Regions from separate parts of the Mus musculus genome. Here region 2 is linked to region 1. Evidence: chromatin contacts called from public HiChIP or PLAC-seq data. All regions are on one chromosome and are shown on one strand. Each heading gives the region's core, a stretch centred on a gene start, on an enhancer-like site or on the middle of the called end of the contact. The rest is flanking DNA. Distances are from core to core; before and after follow the strand shown.

Region 1 (2,967 bases), core at 320-2,819:
TAATAGAGAACCAGGTGGGATGTCATGTGTCCCCTATACATTTTGGAGCTCACTGACCTCTACCTATCTCAGTGGGAGACCCCACCAGATCCTAGGCTCTTAAGCTACAGAATCCATCTTCACGGTCACATATACTTTGCAAAGGAGTTTCCTGCCTCTTGGCGGTTCAGTTTTCCTCCCAGCCATGAGTGGCCCCTGCACGTCTGCACTCAGTTTTTCCTGACCAGCCATGACCTTGAAGACATTTTTGTGCAGCACATTCCCTGGGCCTGTAGAGCTGAGGTCAGCTCTGCCCTCATGTTCCCTGCCATCTGTAGAATTTGCATCTCTCTGCTGGCTGCTGCCTAGCAAGTGACTCAGTTTCAATCTCAAGACTTTCCCATTTGCAGGGCTGCCAGATGGTTCAGTGGGTAAAAGTGGTTGTGGGCAAGCTTGACAACCTAAGTTTGACCCCTGGAACCCACATAAATGTGGAAGGAGAGCGTTCCACAGGTTGTCCTCTGATCTCTACACACACACACACACACACACACACTACACATATATACACACACCACATACATATACATGTACACAACACACACACTCACACACAATACAACACAAACACACACAACTCATACACAAATACAGACACCATACACAAAAACATACAACACAAACATATACAACACTCAAATACACATAATATACAAACACATACTCTCACATGCCACACACATACCATATACATATACACTCACAAATACACACCACAGACACCACAGGCATACTACACACACCACACACATACACATGTACACACACACCACATATGCATAACACACACAAACACACACAACACTCAAAAACATACAACACAAACACACAAACATGCACAACACTCAAATATACAAACACACACACAACACACACATATACACAAACATAACACTCACCTGACACACAAACACACACATACAAATATACACTTGAACACACACAATGCTCAAACACACAACACACACACATACACACACACACTCATGCGTCTTGACACGATCACATATAAATAAAAAGGGAGTAAAGAGTTCCCATTCAGCAAATCTTTCTTCCCCAGAGCTCTGGTCCTCCCCTCGCCCGTGGAGCTGCTAAGGTATTCATGTCAGTGCTAGATCACTCTGCTCCTGCCTTCGGTGTGATTGCTAGCAATAAGATGTATCAGCAAGCGAAAGCCACCTTCAAGAAGACCTGTTCCTTCCCCAGCCAGCTGGGAGCTCTAGCTCTGGGAAGAAGGGTTCCTGAATGGGAAGTCTTTTACTTCATTATTACTTATTTGTGATGGCGCCCAGGTGCATGAGTATATATGTGTGTGTGTGTGTGTGTGTGTGTGTGTGTTTGATTATTGTGTGTTCAGGTATGTATTTGTGTGTTGTCTGGCTCTAGGGAGCCTGGACAAAGCAGCATGGAAATTCATCAGACATGGAAGACACCCAAGCCAACACGTGACTGCAGAGAATCAATCTGACCCCAAACTTGTGTTCTCCACCACGGCCTCTCATCCACACCATATCTGCTGGTCTCTCGCAGAGGCCCAGAGAGGAAGGGGGCGTGGCCAAGCGTGTGAGACTTTTCTTAGTTTTCTTACTCTCAGATCCTGCTAGGGATCCTGAAGATCGAACACAGGAGGAAACAGGTAAAACCATTTCAATCTTTTCTCTTGTTCTCGACAAGTAAATATGGAGTGGATATGGAGTGGCCTCTGTGTGCTGGCCTCGAGGGCCTGCTGTGTTTTTTCATCTACTTTACAATAGGCACAGACAAACCTCACCCTCCAACGCCTAAACCCCCAACCCCAACCCCTCATCCCTACCCTGTTCTCCCCATCCCTGTCGTTCAGTGTCCCCTTTCCAGGCTTTCTGGGTCTTCTGAGGTAGAAGAAGCTTTTGAGTGCCAGGGAGGAAATGATGGGACCAGGAAGCTAACCTTGAGGCTCTCAGAAGGTGAGCAGATCACAGTTCTTGGCCCTGTTCTAAGCTTCTGGACTTAGTAACTGTTGCTGCTGCACCCTGCTCTACCTCTTCACCCGTCCGGGCCCCAGGCTCAGGTCCCTGCTTCTCATGCTGTAAATTCCTGGGGTTCAGAGCTTCACTCTGGAACTGCCTGCTTCCTGCTCAAGCTTGAGTTCTCCAGCCAGGCTCTGCTAAGGATGTGGCTGGAGGGGCTGCCGGACAAACAGGGTGGTCCAGCACCCAGAGGCTGATTGTCACCACAGCCCTTGTTATAGCAACCCCACCGGTGTGTTAAAGTGTGTCCTCCAGAACAGAGCTTGCAACCCTGCAACGCTTTCATTGGAAAAGATTAAAATAGAGCTCGTGGCCAAAGAAGCATGGCCACTGCCTGTCTAAGCTCTTTAGACAACTTAAGAAGTCCTGCAGTGAAGCCTCCTGTTGAGCTCTGCTTTTCCCAAGTGGCTGTGACTTTGAAGACATCTCTATGTGGTGCATTCCCTGTACCTGGGAAACTAAGATAAGCTCTTCCTCAGATGATCTGCTCCAGCCTCAGCCCACAAACCTCTTATATACACCCAGGCCACACCACCCCCAACCGTGGAGGCAGAACCCAGCCCACGCTCAGCAACTGAACTGGCTTTCCCTACACCTGTTCCTGGTCACCCAGAAGTCCTTACTACCTGTGCCCTGCGGCCTGGGAGAGAAATAGCAGGAGAGAGAGGGAGGTGAGGATGCTGTGCAAGGTATGGGAAACCTTGGGTGGGTGGAAGGGAAGGGAAGCGAAGGGACACAGCTCTGCTCTCGGACACCGGAGACACACTCTGTTGGCACATCCTGCAAGATCCCTGGGGACTCACACAGAGATCACAGCCACATGAATAGAGTTAAATTGTTAAATTTAACTCTACATAAAGTGTAGGATGGTGGAGGCCAAGCTTGTTGGAGAGAGAGAGAGAGAGAGAGAGAGAGAGACAGA
Region 2 (2,967 bases), core at 162-2,661, 270 kb before region 1:
TACACTTTTATTTGAAATGAATATTCACTAAGTAAAAATGTAAAAATTTGTGCGGTTGGTGGTTCCTGCCTGTAATCCCAGCATTTAGGAGGCTGAGGCAAGTTCATAAATTCGAGCCCTGACTCAGCTACATACTGAGGTTTGAGGCCAGCCCAGGCTATATAATGATATCCAACCCACCCAAGCCCTCACCACCGAAGTAAATGTCTTTCTAAGAGTAAACAAGCTACGGACGTATAAAAAGAGCAACACAGAAAGATGGAAGGCAGCCATGCAAGAAGAGCGAGCTTCCTCCTGTGGAAGGGATAGCAGTGCAAAGGTCCTGAGGCCGGAGGCAGGTGGGATGAGCAGGGGGGTAGATTGACACCTGGGATAATCAACCAGGAGGCTAAGGAGGAACCAGTTAGACAGACAGGTGGAAGGGGCCCAATCAGGAGGGCTCTGGACACCAAGATGAGCACTTTTTTTTTTAAAACAAGGAATGAGGTGGAGCCAGGGTAGGGCTTGAAGCCAAGAGGCCTCTGGCCAGACTTGGCGATTCACAGGCTAGAGCTCTGGCTGTAAGTGGTAACAGAGCGGGATAGGAATGGAAACCAAACAAGGTGGGACTGGGCCTACTGTAGCTGGACAAGAGGCTGAAGGCCGAAGAGGGGTGGGGAGAAATCCCTGGGCTGGGTCCCAAAGCCAGAGGCTCGTTCACATTGTGTTCTCCAACAAGGACGACAACCACGCCTGGCTTGCAGAGGTGGGTGCAGGGCTGGCTGGCACAAGAACTCGTCCTACACTGCAATGTATGGTCATTTCCCGTCCTGAGGCTCGGCAGGCTTCCCAGTATCAAAAACGCTGATGAGCCCTGCCCCTGTGCTGTTCTGGGGGAAACCCCTTGCCTGGGAGCAGGGGGCTCCCCAGGCCTGAGGGACTTGCCCAAGCGCACACAGCACTGCTAGGAGCCGGGTGGGCTGGAATCTGACGTGGTCTGCACGATTAGGCTGGGGAAGTCTCCATACACACGCGCGCGCGGAAAAGTGAACGCTTCTAAGGCAGGAACTGAGGTTCTGAGGCTGGGTGGGGAGAACGGGAAGAGGCTTTCCACCCTCCAGCTGTGGTTCCCCGACCCCACCCCCAGACTTCCGCCCCAGGCCAGTTCTTCCCAGCATCAGCCTGTCACCCACCTCCATCCCACTTCTCAGAGACTCTTCTGGGTCCAGGGGAGAAGCCCAGGGTGTTTAAACTTGTTTGCTCATTTGTTTTGAAGACAAATTCTCACTCTGCATTCCAGTGGCCTGGAATTCATTATGTAGCCCAAGCTGGCCTCGAACTCATGCCAATCCTCCTGTCTCAGCCTCTGGGATGTGAGGCGTGCGCTATCACGCCCCGCCCAGGCTGCTCATTTTAAATAAAAATTTTCTTCTGTCTCCCAGCCGGACTCTTTCCCCAGCCATCCTAGGCCTAGGCCCGCGCTCGCGTCCATGTCCCCCTCCCGGCGGGGGCGGCGCCGTGACGCGCGGGGCGGGAGCAGGAAGGGGGTGTCGCTGACGCCGAGGCGGCCTCCGGCGGCTCCGGCCTTTTGTGCGGGTGGCAGGGTCCGGTGGAGGCGGCGGCCGAGGCAGGCGAGGCCCGGGAGGCCCATCTCAGAGCAGCCGGCCGGGTCCTGCCCTGCAGCCGGGGCGCCGCATCCATGTTCGAGTAAGCACCGGGCCTCGGGGTGGGAAGCGGGGACGGTGGTGCGATCGGGCTGCGGCAGAGGGCCGGAGCTGGGTTTCCAAGCTGGTGCATGTAGGAGCGACCCCGCTGGGGACCAGAAGGGGTACACGTGAGGGATTGCAACCTGGCGGCGAGACCCAAGATTGGGGCGTCACTACCGGCCTGGGACGCATATGGGCAGCGGGGAGCTCCTCTAGGCCCTGATCGTCCCCCTACGGGGAGCCCTGACCCAACACCCAGATGAAAGGGCCGCGAGCAGCCCCACCCCCCATCCCCATTACTGGGCAGGCCCCGCAGATCCTCCGGTCGGTGGTCCCCGTTTGTCGTGGGGGCTGGGGAAAAGGAGCTTCTTTGAGCCTGAGATCTCGGCGGGGTGGGGGTCGGGTGTGTTCTGCCCCCCTCCCGCCCCCGCCACTCCTGCCTGGTCACCTGTGCCTGCGGGTTTCCGTTTGTGATTGTGCTCAGCGTGGTGTGTGTGTGTGTGTGTGTGTATGTGTGTGTGTGTGTGTGTGTGTAACAGCTGGGATTCTTTGGGGCAATGTTGTGTGGCTGTCTGTATGTTATCTATCATCTTCTGTGTGATGGCTACCACCCAGGTCGAGTGCATCTGGTGCTCTTGGACCCACTGTGGTTGTGTGTGAGACGTGTCTCATTTTCTTTGTGGCACCGTGTGCAAATCACACATTCTGAGCTTGTGCCTCATTGTGACTTGTACAGCATTCCGCTTCAGTCTCTTGGCTGACTGTACCTATAATTCACCATGAATTACGTCTGTGAGTTACCTCCGTGAGCTCTCATTGTGATTTGAGTATGTGTGCATGTGGTTGGGGCTCAGCTGCTGTGCGCCTGACATCCACATTTGGATGTCTTTTGGTTCCGTGAACAAGTAGAAATTGCATGTGTCTACCGGTGACAGTGTGGTGTCACTGGGCCCTGTGGGTGGCTCACTTACCTCTGATTCCGTCTGTGGGAAAGTCCCAGTGTATCCAAATGTGGCATTGTTGCATGCCTTGGGTGTGTGTGGGAGATTGTCTCTGTCTCTCAGACCCTTTGTGGCTTTGTCTGTTGAAAGAGACAGAGACCCCTTGTGGTTTTCTCAGCTGAGAACCCTCCCTCCTGGGATGTTGGGTGTAAACTTAACTGCTTTGCAAAGCCTGCCCCTCCTCATGCTGACCCTTCAATATCTGGCAGTGCATTGTTCCCAAGCCCCCCTTGTCTATGGGAATGTCAGGGCTCTCTCACCTTGACAGCTGATAATTCCAT

What was found. HiChIP or PLAC-seq counts read pairs in DNA pulled down with a chosen protein or histone mark.
Region 2: a contact with region 1 is called in an H3K27ac HiChIP or PLAC-seq map of microglia, with 4 times the contacts expected there. The contact joins the promoter of Gramd1a here to the promoter of Cd22 in region 1. A contact is called at or near these places in 2 of 39 promoter capture datasets (neutrophils and pre-B cells), 1 of 115 datasets of contacts at active chromatin or transcription factors (microglia) and 2 of 9 other capture datasets (adipose tissue and liver).

What each region holds. Positions count from the first base shown.
Region 1 is chr7:30,878,944-30,881,910 of GRCm38.p6, reverse strand. It overlaps Cd22 (CD22 antigen), which reads left to right and starts at 1,569. Exons shown (of 16, transcript NM_001043317.2): 1 at 1,569-1,675; 2 at 1,894-1,982; 3 at 2,571-2,716.
Region 2 is chr7:31,149,615-31,152,581 of GRCm38.p6, reverse strand. It overlaps Gramd1a (GRAM domain containing 1A), which reads left to right and starts at 1,411. Exons shown (of 19, transcript NM_027898.4): 1 at 1,411-1,686. The coding sequence starts at 1,679.